Linked DNA regions of Mus musculus: region 2 is linked to region 1. A link is a contact called in public promoter capture Hi-C data. All regions are on one chromosome and are shown on one strand. Each heading gives the region's core, a stretch centred on a gene start, on an enhancer-like site or on the middle of the called end of the contact. The rest is flanking DNA. Distances are from core to core; before and after follow the strand shown.

Evidence for each region. Promoter capture Hi-C pulls out the DNA fragments that hold promoters and counts their contacts.
Region 2: a promoter capture Hi-C map of hippocampal neurons shows a contact between it and region 1, with 4 times the contacts expected there. The contact joins the enhancer-like site here to the promoter of Shisa2 in region 1. A contact is called at or near these places in 9 of 39 promoter capture datasets (the 3T3-L1 cell line, 3T3-L1-derived adipocytes, the HPC-7 cell line and 4 more), 1 of 15 datasets of contacts at CTCF or cohesin (large pre-B cells), 18 of 484 Hi-C or Micro-C datasets (3T3-L1-derived adipocytes, the BV-2 cell line, the Ba/F3 cell line and 13 more), 2 of 115 datasets of contacts at active chromatin or transcription factors (embryonic forebrain and forebrain) and 1 of 9 other capture datasets (embryonic stem cells).

Annotation. Positions count from the first base shown.
Region 1 is chr14:59,622,542-59,629,172 of GRCm38.p6, forward strand. It overlaps Shisa2 (shisa family member 2), which reads left to right and starts at 2,740. Exons shown (of 2, transcript NM_145463.5): 1 at 2,740-3,859. The coding sequence starts at 3,526. It also overlaps the pseudogene Gm18073.
Region 2 is chr14:60,696,020-60,702,650 of GRCm38.p6, forward strand. All of the region lies in intron 2 of Spata13 (spermatogenesis associated 13), which reads left to right. Among named protein-coding and RNA genes, the nearest start is that of Gm41165, 15 kb to the left of the region's middle. Within about 2 kb of position 3,677, at least 9 of the 459 cell types and tissues checked have an H3K27ac peak or open chromatin away from gene starts, as enhancers often do. A contact at or near this core is called in hippocampal neurons, where this site is marked.

The sequences.
Region 1 (6,631 bases), core at 1,490-3,989:
CCCCAGAAGGCTTTGGGAATCTTGGTCAGAGTAAATTTGATGCTCCACACCTCACGTTTGTTCAAGAGCCCCATACTCTCAAAACAACTTAAGTTCCTGCTCGAGATGTGACTTCTCAAAGGATCCTCATAGACTAATCATTGACTATTTGGGAAAGAAACAAGAACGTGTCCTTAAACCACAGTACTACCAAACCATCTGACCGATTCAGTGTGAAATGGTCAACAATTTCTTTATAAACCCTGGATAAACCATGGGTGTTTTGGAGACTCGTATAAATGGAAAGGAAAGGGAGTATGGAGCAAGTGCTGTCTGCACTAAGTACAAATACCTTGCATCAAACACAACAACTAAGAAACATACTTAAAGTAGGAACCCACTTGCAGAAGACTGAAGTAAGTTTCCCAGCATTCAAAGGAACAGCTCACAACTGCCTGTAATTTCAGTTTCAGTAGATCCTGTGGCCTCTTCTGGCCTCTGAAATTCACACATGTTACATACTCACTCACAGACAAACATGCCTACACATAATTAAAAACAAAATAAATTTTAGAAAAGTATTAACCCCCAGAATACCAGGTAAATCAATTTCTACTGACACTGGGAATGGTGACCAGTGGATTGGTAAATGGGCTTTGGGGTCAGGCAACAAGTGAGTGGTTCCAGGAAAATTGACACCCTCTGTCCACCTGGGCTGGGAAATTTGTCCCTACCAATAAAATGAGCAAAGTAATGTCTTCCTTATGGGTGGCTGTGAAGATTAAATATGCTGAGAGATGCTCAGTACAGGATATCAGCCACCACAGGAACATGGCTGCCTAGAATATAATAAGAATATAGTAAGTGTTCAGAAAATGGTAGCTAACCATAGTCACCATCCATTACATGATTCCACCCATCAATCCTTGGCCTCTTAGGGCTTAAATCTAAACACTAGTGTTTGATATTTTTCTCTCCTTTCCTCTCAGCCTAATGTCACCCTGTGTGTTTTAACTGGCCCTGTAAAGGGTCAGAGAGCTGGATCAGTCAGTAAAGGCTGGGTTATTCAAGCATGAGGACCTGAGTTCGAATCCCCAGCACCTATAGAAAAGCTAAGTGTGGTGGCTTTGGCCTGTATCCTATCATGGGGTGGGATGGGGGCACACACAGGCAAACTTATAAGCCTGCCAGTCTAGTTAACTTGGTAAACTCCAGGTTCAGTGAGATACCATGTCTCAATAAGGAAAATAATTGAGAAAGAGGCCTGACATCAGTCAACCTCTGGCCGCCACACGCATGCTCATATATGTAGACATACATGCACATACAAACACCTACATACCCACCGCTCACACACGCATTGGCTCTGCACAACGCTGCTTATAGATCGTTGTATCATTTTTACTTGCTTGATTCCGTTCCAGTCCAACTGCTCTGTTAATTCAGAAACATTAGTCTGCTTGAGTTTGTGACCACACCCATCTGATCTCTGATGCTAATCAGGGTTGGGCCTAGTTAGTTTGTGGGTTGGAGACCACCCTGCTTGAGGGAAACGGTTCGAGGAGCCAAGGTGAATCCCCAGAACTCGATTCGGAATGTGCTTATGAAATGAATGCTTCTTCAATGTTGGAGTTTTGTTCATTTCTTAGCTTATAGGGGTTGATGTTTGGCGCATTTAAAATATGTCTTTTCAAGACTGGAGTGGAGCTCTGTGGTAAAGCATTTCCTTCCCAGGCCACGCTCTGGGGTTCCGTGCAAGGGTCCCTTAAATGACAAGAATAAGGTGTTTTGTTGGGCACAGGCACAGAAGGAAGAGTTTTCTCTGTGAATATTTTCTGGGATGAGTGGAAGGCTTAATTCTCAATGTTTTAGGTAAGGGTTGCACTAAGAGCCCTACAGTGGTTTAACTCAAAAATGTCTTTGCTATGGACAAAATTGCCTTGTATTCTTGTTACAGCCAGTTCTCCATTAGATACACAAAGAAACAGCCCGGAAACACGTGATGGTTCCTCCTTCAGGGGCTGGGTTTAGCATTCACATGGAATGACTCCAGCTGAGAAAGACGCAGTAGGTCCTTTAAAAATACTCATCGTTACTTTAATAGCATCAGCACCTGCTCAGCTGCTTCAAGAGTGAAGCTATTCGTTTCTTCTCAGAATGTCTGGCGTCTGAACCCTTGCCTTCTTCCTGGCTGCAGCTGTCTAAGCCAAGGAGGTCAAGTGTCACACGGAGGCACCTTTCTGCCGGACGCCAACAATCACCACACCAAATTAGGGAGGGGAAAAGAAAACTAATAAAATAATATAGTTAATTTAGTCAGTGACCCTATTGACTTTCTTGCTGACCTCTTTACTGTGCAGTGCCATGGCACCGGGAGGCCAGGCACCACAGCTCAGATAGGGTTTGTGTTCGTCCTGGGCCTGGAGGTTGAAAGCTGAGCAAGACAAGTCTATCTGAGTGATGACTGAGTCCTCTGTAACATGGAAAGTAAGAATTATTCTTTGGAGAGTTGTCAGAGTAACTCGGAATGTTGGACGTCGAAGATCCGCACTAAACTTACTTCTGCTATCCTTGTTTTAACTGGCTTCCAAGGCGTGGCTGACTTAAAACGTGTTTTCCCACTTGTCTGTTCTGTTCACCCGCACCGCTGCCTGGCCACTGCCACACCTTTGGTGAAGGAAAGTGAAGGGCTACGAGTGTCCCCTGGCGGAGGGAAAGCCCTCTCGGCACGCATGCGCGCAGGGGAGCCTCCAGCCCCTCTTTAAGTGAGGAGCGCGGTGCGCAGCCGGGCAGTCGGAGCTGGCTCGCAGCCTTGCCAGGCGAGCGTGGGGTGTCCGCGCGCTCCTCTGCTCCCATAGCCCGAGGGACTGAAACTTCCGTGGGCGGCTCCCACCGGAGCGCACTGCCGGGGGCGCACCAGCGACAGGGAGAAAGGAGACCAGACGCGGGCTGCAGTAGGAGCCGGGGAGGGCAGCCCGCTGGCCCGGCGCCCAACAGCAGCCGCGCGGCCGCCGCCAGCCGGGCGGGCTCCGGGACTGCAGGGGAGGTGCGGGCACTCGCAGCGTCCCGAGCGGTGGCCGGAGCCATGAGGACCGAGCACAGAGTGGCGGAGGCAGAGCGCAGCCGGCCGCTGCTGCACTTGCCGCCGGGAGCACTGCGCGCACTGCCCGCCTCCTTCGCTGCTTCTCGCAGGGGAAGTGAATAGAGGGGGAAAGCAGCCACCAGCTCCGGACTCTGATGCTGAAACGCTCCAGCCGCGGCCTGGCTCCTGGTCGGCAGCGAGGCGTCCCCTCGAGGATGCCCAAAGAAGGTCGGATCACAAGCCAAGCTTTCAGAAACGTTTCTTCTGTGATGCCCCTGTGAAGGCCGAACCTAGCAGGGACGTGGTCACTCGCAAGGAGGGATGACTTAGACCCTGGCTCTGCAGCCTGGGCTTCGCCTCAGAGGGGAGTGTTCCTCACGGAAAGCCCCAGGGATCGCCGAACCATAACTTCTTGGGGGAGATCTGTGACCTCTAGAGACATCACCGGTGCCCAGGGCAGTGCCATGTGGGGCGGACGCTGCTCACCTTCCACCTCTTCCAGGCACCGCGCGTCGCTGCTGCAGCTGCTGCTGGCCGCGCTGCTGGCGGCGGGGGCGCGGGCCAGCGGCGAGTACTGCCACGGCTGGCTGGACGCGCAGGGCGTCTGGCGCATCGGCTTCCAGTGCCCCGAGCGCTTCGACGGCGGCGACGCCACCATCTGCTGCGGCAGCTGCGCGCTGCGCTACTGCTGCTCCAGCGCCGAGGCGCGCCTAGACCAGGGCGGCTGCGACAACGACCGCCAGCAGGGCGTAGGGGAGCCTGGCCGGACAGACCGAGAAGGCCCAGACAGCTCGGCAGGTAGGCGAGCAGCAGCCAGGTGCAAAGAGGGAGCGGGAGGGCGGTTGCTTTGCCTGGGCAAGAAGGACCAGGAAGCCTGGAGATTTTAGGAAAGGGCCGGGGAGCAGAAACCTGAGTTTTTTGTTTTTGTTTGGGGGTTGTTTTTGTTTTTGTTTTGTTTTGTTTCCCCTACTCATTAACTTTGTATGAAGTGGGGCAAAAAACCTCGAGAAAAAACACGTTGCTTCTGTTCATGGTCCGTGCCTTCCTTTCCCTTCGTCCCATTTCCACTGGGCTTAATCTTGGGAATAGTCAAGAAAATGACAAGGGTGCACCCCTCTGGAGAAGGCTTGTCCAGGGTTCTCCTCCAAGGGTCCTCAGACGGAGGGCAGTTCTGGGGGACAGCAGACGACTTCCCGTGGGTGACGCACCTTTTCACATCTCAGGGATCCCTTCTCTCCCGCAGGAGCCAGTGCACAGCTCCCTGTGACCACCTAGGCCTCTGGGAATCTGGATTGGCCTCCTTAGGCTGACTTGATAGACGTGCCACTGGAACGGAGCCCAACTTTGCTCATTGAGACTTTTGACTATTTCTTAATAGACAAAGCCAGATTTTGAAAGTAAGCCTGTCAAATAATTTAGTAGATGGCATTTCCTTAAGGAGAGGCTGCCAAATTGAGTCTCTCTCTGTGCGTGTGTGTGTGTGTGTGTGTGTGTGTGTGTGTGTGTGTGTGTGTGTGTGTGAATGAGTGCTACAGGCACATACATAGGTTTGGAGCTGCCTGCGCTTTGGCACAGGTGGTTTCTGCTTTATAGAGCAGTCTCCAGCCCAGCAGCTCTTTGCAGTGCAGTTAAGCGTTTTCTTAGTTTGCTCTTCCTGCTGCTGTTGCACTGACTTCAGTCTGAAAGGAGGAGAACTGAGGGTCGTTCTGGAGAAGGCACCATCTGAACTGCAGCTCAGTTTGCGGAGTGTGTGGTCTGGGAACAAAGCCTAGAGAAAAGAGCCAAATGGCTACAATAAGGTGTCTGTTCAATTGGGCTTGTTAATAACTTCTAAAAGTCGGGATGGAGTTGGCTAAGGCTGGAGGCAGCGGCCTTCTCACACTGTGGATGCTGGCCATGGCTGCCCTTCACTCCACTCCTAAATCTTTAAGTCTCCCGGTTCTCTCACAGCCCTTCTGCAATGAAGGACGAATTGCCCAATTAAGCCTGCGGGGGCTTGTGGTAGCACTGCATTCTTTACCCCTGTGTAGTTATTTACACTTCCAATTAAGAATCCTGGAAAGAGAACAGTTATTTCTCCCCCAAACTCATTATGTGGGCTGAGACTGATTTCAGCTGGATTTTGCTATCATATTGGAGGTAAAACTTCTCTGTGGGTTTTTGTTTGTTTGTTTGTTTGTTTGTTTGCCATTTATAACATGAGGGAGCTGGTATCTTAATTTAGGGAATGAGATATTTTTACTGTGTGTAGGAAAGGGCTTGGCTCTCACTGCTTGGACGGGGCCTCCAGTGCTGGTGTAATGAGAATGGTACAGCTGTGGGAGCCAGCTGGGCTGCAGATGGCAGCAAGCCTTCTGGTCTGCGGAACGGACCCTGAGTACAGAAGTGGCTCTGCTCAGCAGTTTATTTCTCTGTGATTCTGTGTGCTATGTGAATGGGGACGCCTACTCCCAGGATAGAGTCTGCAAAAGCCATTCGCAGATCTGACCTTTGAGGTCTGGGCTCCGTGTTGCCCCATCGGAAATGCTGGCAACTGTGCCTCACCAAGACTGGTGAGACCCATGAACCCCTGTTCAGATGGAGTCCTTAGGGAGGGCTGGGCTTGGCTCAGTGGTGACATGGTTCCTTAGCATCTGGGAGGACTCTGTCCAGGTCAGTTCCCCACACCTCACACCCACTCCCACACCTGCTGAAAAAGAAACCTAGTTGGGAACTCACCAGAAAATGCAGCAGTTTCTTGACTGTAGGGAGACTTCCACAGAAGTGGTCCAGAGGCTTCCTGCAGGCTCCTCCTGTCTGCTTAGGTCCTGAGCATGCTGCCCCGCGTTCCTGCCTTGCCTATGGCTCCCATGATTTAAACAATTCTGTTATTTATTTTTAAAAGATAATATATAATTATATATAATATATAAAGTCTCACTTTATAGCCTAGGCTGGCCCAGTAGCTCACTATGTAGTCTAGACTGGCCTTGAACTCCAAGACAATTTTCTTGTTTCTGGCTTTCCAAAGGTTAAAGCTGAGAGTCACACCATGCAAAGTTCCTGAAAGGTTTTTTTTTTGTTTTGTTTTGTTTTTTTGTTTTAAAGAAAATAACTTTAAAGTGAAGTTCATTACTCTGCTAGTTTTACTCACAACCCTTTATTGTTATTTTATGGTTTTATTTTTCAGAATAACTTAATACCCACCGGCTCTTGCCAGCCTTCCTTTTCCCCCACTCACCCTCAGCCTCTGGTAACAACTTTTGTGTTATGCACTTTTATTAAGCATGGTTTTTTGTTTTGTTTTGTTTTTTGTATGTTTGTTTGTTTGTTTGTTTTAGATCTGTGCACTTTTTTTACTACTATATATTTTTTTTAACTTTTATCCATTTTGTGTGTGTGTGCACAGCGTGTGCTGTGGCGTGTCTGTGGAGGTCAGAAGACAACTTGGAGATGTTCTCTGTCCTCCGTCTGGGTTCTGAAGATTGAACTCCGTTCATTATTATGCTTGGTGGCAGGAGCCTTTTTCTGCTGAGCTGTCACCCTGGCCCATTGTTTGTCTTTTGATTGTTTTTCCCCTTCCACGTCTTA
Region 2 (6,631 bases), core at 2,427-4,926, 1.1 Mb after region 1:
CCCCAAATCCACCTCCCAAGTGATGAGACAACAGATGTGGACCACTGAGCCTGTTTATGTCGTACCAGTGATCAAACCGTTTATACAAAGCAAGCACTCCGCTGCTACTGCCCCAGTCCTTTTAAGAGTTGAGTCCCAGGGTATCCTTACAGTGGTGTGTTCTGTTCAGGGGTGGAACCAAGCCCAGGATGTTTTGCATCTCCCAGGTACAAGAGACTGAAGTCGGGTGAAGCCTAGTAAGACATACACGCGACACTGAGATGCATGTGAGAATTGTCTGGCATGGAGTAAGTCCCACAAAAGACACAGAGAACGGATAAAGAAGAGGTGTGGTTCTCAACCAATTGTGCTCACAGGTCCTAAGGAAGAAAGAGTGCGCCCCACCCATGCTGAGTGTGATCTCCAGGACTGTATAAACTCAGTGTAGTGTTGCCTGTTCTGCGCTCTCACCTCTCCGCCAGGGGTAGAGATGAGAGAACCAGAGAGAGGTTTCAGGTAATTCTGAGTTTACCTTCAACTTAGGCCACACTTGACTGAAAGGAGGCAGGTTCTGGGAGGTGTTGTAGCCCAGACAGGATACGTAGATCTATAATATTGCGAAGAACAAGGAGTAGCCTCGTTTGGTTTGATGTACAACAACTCGGGTTAAGATACAATAGTTACGGTCAGGTCAACCACAGTCCAGGTCTCTGTGCAGAGAATATGTGTTACCTGGTGAACACCAAGGAGCCAGGAATGTGTGTGAACAGAGAGACAAGCCAGGCTCAGCACTCTGGAGCAGACATTTAGAAGGAAAGGGTGCAGAAGGGAGGCTGCCAGTGGACAGGAGCTAAAGACCGAGCCTGAGGGAGAAGAACATCGAAGAGCTGGCCACACACCCTGGCTGTGAACGCCTGCTGTGTGCTGGTTGTTTGTTTACTACAAAGCCATCACTATCCTCCAATGAGGGTGAGGAGCCAGCTGTTATCATGGCGGCCCTTGTAAAGCTAGGCTAGAGGGAAGCACTGAATTTGAGGTCAGCCTGGGCTACAGGGTGAAGCTCTAACCTGGGGCTGACCGGTCCCTTCCATAGGCTGCTGTGAGGTTGGCCCAGGCTGTCTGGTTCCTCCACACAGGCTGCTGTGAAGGTAAGCAAGGTATCACAGGTGTTTAGCACACCCGACTTCCCGTGTCTCTCCGAGGCTTGCTTGCCTAGGACGATGCCAGGTGACTAAACTGCTGTGCTTGGGGAGCTGCAGATGGGCTAGCGAGACGGGAGAAACGGTTGGCCAATAGGTCTGGATATGGTTAGGAAGGGCCTGCCTTGGAGCTGTGGACTTGGACCTCACCCTGTAGGCATTGAGGGGCTAGGGAGAGTATGAGCAGGTGTAGCAGGGGGGCCCCCTTGAAGTCAGGGTTGACTGGTCCAGTCTTGGAGAGGAGCTGTAGCCTTCCTGAGTCTATTCCACAGGTCACAAGGTCGGTCACGCAGGCATTTAGGGGAGAAGGGTGTGGACTGCAGAGTCCCTGAGCGTGTCTGTGTGCCGTGAGTCATTGTGAGTGTTTCGGGGCAGAGGATCAGTGGTGCTCAAGGCCACGTGGGCAGCACTTGGCCTTTGGATGCCACCCATTAAACAAGCCACAAACTTCATGGCATGGGAAGAGAAAGGAAGGGCTTCTTTGACACTACAAGGACCCTGCTGATACAACAGAGTCGCGCCCCCCTCCCCCCCCCCCCCCCCCCCCCCCACACACACACACACTCAGAGCAATAGAGACGTCCTGCAGGGAGACAGTAAGTTCGGGCCAGTTTTCAGCTTGAGTGAATGACTCCATGGGCTTCTGCTGCTGCTGCTTCTGTGCCGTTCAGTGGAGGTGCAGGAGACCCTGGCATGGTTTAGGTACCTGGCAAGTCCTGAGGTGTTGCTTCTGGGAGGTTTTGATGGCTTAGACATTAGGTATTAGGTTTTAATGGCTTAGACGCAGCCATTCCTATAACCAGGAAGTTGATGTTACATCTACAGAAGTGTAGCTGGGTGTGTTGAAGCTCTGGGTTCAATCCCCAGCACCCATAAACCAAGCCTGGAGGTACATGCCTGTAATTCCATCACATGGGAGGTGATCTGTTGCTGCGTAGTGCGTTCAAGACCTGCCTGGACTATATAAGACTCCATAAAAAGGAAGGAAGGCAGGCAGGTAGGCTGGCTGGCTGGTGAGAATGCTCAATAGGTGTAGGCATATGTCATGAAGCCTGACATCCTGGGTTCTAACCCCCAGAACCCTCATGGTAGAAAGAGAGAACCAATTTCCACTATTCCTCTGACCTCTACTCTGGCCATAGCACTCATGTACATAACACATGTATGAACAATAAACAAACAAACAAATAAATAAAATCCATGTTTCAAGAAAGGGAGGGATGTAGTCATTTCAGAAAATTAGTTCAAGATTAAGGGCTTCCCCACACCTTCCCCCAGGCCTCCTTAGAGTCAGTGTATGCTTGCAGCCCAGAAGGGGCACCTGCTGGTTGCCTTTGGATCTCTGTGCGGCTGTAGTTCATTGCCTTAGCCACTGATCAAAACAGCTACTGTAGGTTTGCTGTTAGGTTTTCTTTTCTTTTTTTGTTTTGTTTTTCATCCAAGGCTTCACCAGGTAGCCTGAGCTAGAACTTGATATGTATATCAGGTTAGCCTTGAACTTACAGATAGCCACCAGGTTTTGCCTTCCTAGTGCAGGGATTAAAGGCATGTGCCACCATGCCAGGCTGTGCTTTTTAGTGAACGTTTGGCGATTCTTGTAAATCTGTGGGCTAAGGGAGCAATCATGTGATATGTTATCTTCTGAAACCAACGTTTTTCGATGGCAGATTGTCCTCAGTGTTGACATGTGTCATAGCAGCTTTCATGTTTTAATTCTTTATTCCTTTTTATCTAAATAGTAGATAGATCAAATCTTGTTGATGCATTTGTGGTCACACGCTAGTGAGGCAGAAGTAAGAGGATGTCGGTAATGTATTCAAATTTGCAATTAAAACAAGCAAAAGTATTGGACTTTTAGAAAGGTGCAGAACCAGCAGGGACTTGGAAGAGATGTACTCTGGAATGGCTGCTTCAGGGATGGAGGTGGGCGGAGTCTCGCCATCTGCCGTGGCAGGATGGCGACCCAGCAGGCTACTGATGGCATCTCAGTGTAAGTTTGAAGGCCTGAGAACAGAACAGAGATGCGAAAGCTGCTGTCAGTCCTGGGTTGATGAGCCAAGGCCGCATCAGATATGAGATTAATAGCCCTACTCAGTGAGGAGTCCGGCATCCCTGAGCTCTCTGTGGAATAGATGGAGTTGGCCTATGTCGAGTCACGGTGAGAGTGGATCTTTTTACCCATGCTGACTGGAAACATCCTCACAGAAACACCCAGAAACAATGCTTTATTGACTACTGGGCACCCCCAGCCCAATCAAAAGGACATAGACTGTTAGGCATCGTAGATGATTGCAGAGAGTTGTTCCTGCTCTGCCCTGTCTCATTGCTCATCGTGCCTTCCAAAGTATTAAAATCTCATGCTTCTCTCCTCCCCGTTCTGAACATTGAGCCCAGGCCTCTGAGAATGCTAAGCGAGCCCTTTCACTGCGCTCCACCCACAGGCAAGCTCCCTCAGGTTGTTGTGTTCTGGCTTAGGAGAAAGCCCCTCTGCGTAACTCAGGCCGGCCACAAACTCAGTCCTCCTGCCCCAGCTTGCTGAGAGCCAGGATGACTGCTATACACTATCACATCTACCTTGGATGCGGTTTCTTTTTTTAAAAGGGTGTTGGATGTGTACCACAGCGTGCTTGTGGTGCTCAGAGAACAGCCTGTGGGGAACTGAACCTGGCCGTGCATGCCTGCAACCCCAGCGCCCCAGGCTGAGGCATGAAGACGGCCATACATTTGAGGACAGCCTGGTGTGTACATGAAGACTCTGCTGTTTGGTTTCTATCCCAAACCCACCCCACCCCCAAAGAAGGAAAAGGGAAGAAAACAAGAAAAGGGTTGTTTGCAGAAACATGATTAGACATTCAGACCTTGAGTCCTTGTGAAGTGGCCCCTTATTTGTATAGTGGAGTCATTTTCCAACTCAGTCTTTTCAAAAGTTGTTTCCATCCGCTCTGAGCAGCTCGTTCCCCGTTATTCCACACAAAGGCTATTTTTTTATGGTGATAGTTTTCCTAGCGTTCTCATGGACTCCTAGGGTCTGACAGGATGGACCTCCATGAACTTAGCAACACTTCTGGGCGTGATGACACGGGCAAGAGGTTCGTGGGAAGCCAGCCTGGGCTATATAGTGCCAGGCCAGCCTGAGCTACACATGAGACCTTGTCTCAGGGGAGAAAAAAAATAAAAAGCCTTTTAAGATTCTCTCTAAAAGCTGAAATCTGAAGAAAAGTGCACGTGTTTGTCAGGGCTCCTCTGGCTTATATCTAGGCCAATTTGCGGCTGCTGAAATGTCATCAGAGAGGATTTGCCTCTTGAAAAGTCCAGGGGCAAGGCCTGTGGTGAGCACCTGTAGTTTCCGAACTTGGGAAGACAAGGCAGGAGGATCATTTGAGTCCATGTGTCCTAGGCCAAGTGCAAAGCACAGGGAAGACCTTAGTTCTTAAAACAAACAAACAAACAAACAAACAAACAAACAGTAGGGGAGAAGAACCAAAATCACAGCTGCTTTCCGGAGCAGAGCCTCATTCCCACCTCTTAGCCTTTTCTGGACACTTGCTTACTGAGTAAATGTTTTAATTTGGTGCGTGGAAGCAGTGTAATAATCATAGCGAGATGACAAGCTGTGTCCATAGTCTCTCATTATCTGTTTCATTTTGTGGGGCAGGGTCCTTGAAGTCCTGATCCTCCTGACACCACACACTCCTTCTTGGAGGGAGAAGGGGAGAATGTTCGCTATGCTGCTGAGGCTGGCCGCAAGCTCTTGATTCGCCTCTGGACTAACAGGGACACTTTTGACTACTCCAGGCCCAGAGCACTAGACCCAGCCTAAGAAGCAGTTAATTATTCATCCTTGGATTTTTTTTTAATTAAGATACTTCTTTACTTTGCAGGCAAATGGACGGCATTAAAAGGTATTTTTATCATTGAATGGAGTTACTATATTTTCTTGCCAATCTGGGGGATAGAATTAAAGGCCAATCAAAAGCCATGATTCTTCCCCAGTGTATCCTATTAATGTTAAGAGTAGCACTAATAAACTTTCTGGTACCTATTATTAATAAACTGTTAACCATTCTTTTTTTCTTTTATTGGGTATTTTATTTATTTACATTTCAAATATTATCCCCTTACTGTTAAACATCCTACATTTATGAGAGACTGATATTTGAGTGCTTTGTCTAACACATGCAAGATCCTCAGCACTGAATATATAAGATAATCACGTTAATGTGAACCATCGTGTGTGTGTGTGTGTGTGTGTGTGTGTGTGTGTATGTGTGTGTGTATATATATATATATATATATACATATATATGTATGTGTATATATATATGTATGTATGTATGTATGTATCAAAAGATACATCGTCGTAGTATTAACAGCTTGTTTAATATGGGGCTAGAAAGTCATAATAAGCCTTTACTGAAATCCTAAAATGAGAAAAGTCAATTTCTGTATTCTTTTCTAAGGGAAATTCTAGCTGCTGGCTAAGAAATGTTCTAGCATGTATATTTTTGTGGCCATTTTTTTCTTTCTAAGCTTTTCCTGTGATAACATCAGAGTGGGGATTCTTTTCTGGCTGGCAGGGTGACAGATGTCCATCTGCCTATGTCGGCTGTGGTTATCAGACAATATCAGGCAGTTTATTAAGTTTTTTGTTTGTTTGTTTTTGAGAGAGAGAGAGAGTCATTCTGAGTAGCCCAGGTCGGCCTTGTCCTCTCCACTTTCCTGTCTCTACCTGGTGGGTCATAAGTCCTACTTATGTGTCTGCCCTTGCTTTGAACTCTGAAAAACTGTCATTCCTCTGGGATGTTTAGAGTTCTTATTTAATATCCTAGGACATATATGTAAAACTCCCACAAATGCACACCAACGCATGTTGCTCCGGCTGGCTTCAAACACCTTGTTGATCGTGACAGCAGTTACCATCCCATGAGTCTGGAAGCCTCAAGTTCAAAGTCAGTGTGTCAGAATCCAGGCTCTGCAAGGCTGTCCTTTCTCCAGCTTCTGGTAGAAGTGACATCTCTCAAGCCTTGTTCGTGTGTCACTCCTTGTCTGGGAATAGAACTCAGTTGTTAGAACACTGATTACACTGCCTGTGTAGTCCCCCAGATTGGGAAGTGGAAGCGGAAATATCAAAGTTCAAGATCACCCTCAGCTAAGGTCAAGACTGAAGCTAACTTGGCCTACATAAAACCCTGCGTCCAGGTAGATAAATCAACACCAGTCTCTATTCCATCCACGAGTAGCTTGCTTTCTTTGTGTTTGTATCCACATTTTCCTTAGCATATAAAGTCAGCCACTGGTTTAGAACCCCGTAATCCAGGGTGAGCACATTAGAAGGTGACCACTCTGCAAAGCACACTGGCAGACGCTCACAGTGGTTAGGAGTCCATCTGTCTGGGGGCAGTTGCCAGCTAGCCCTGTGTGCACTTACTGCTTCTGAAGAGATGCTATCATAC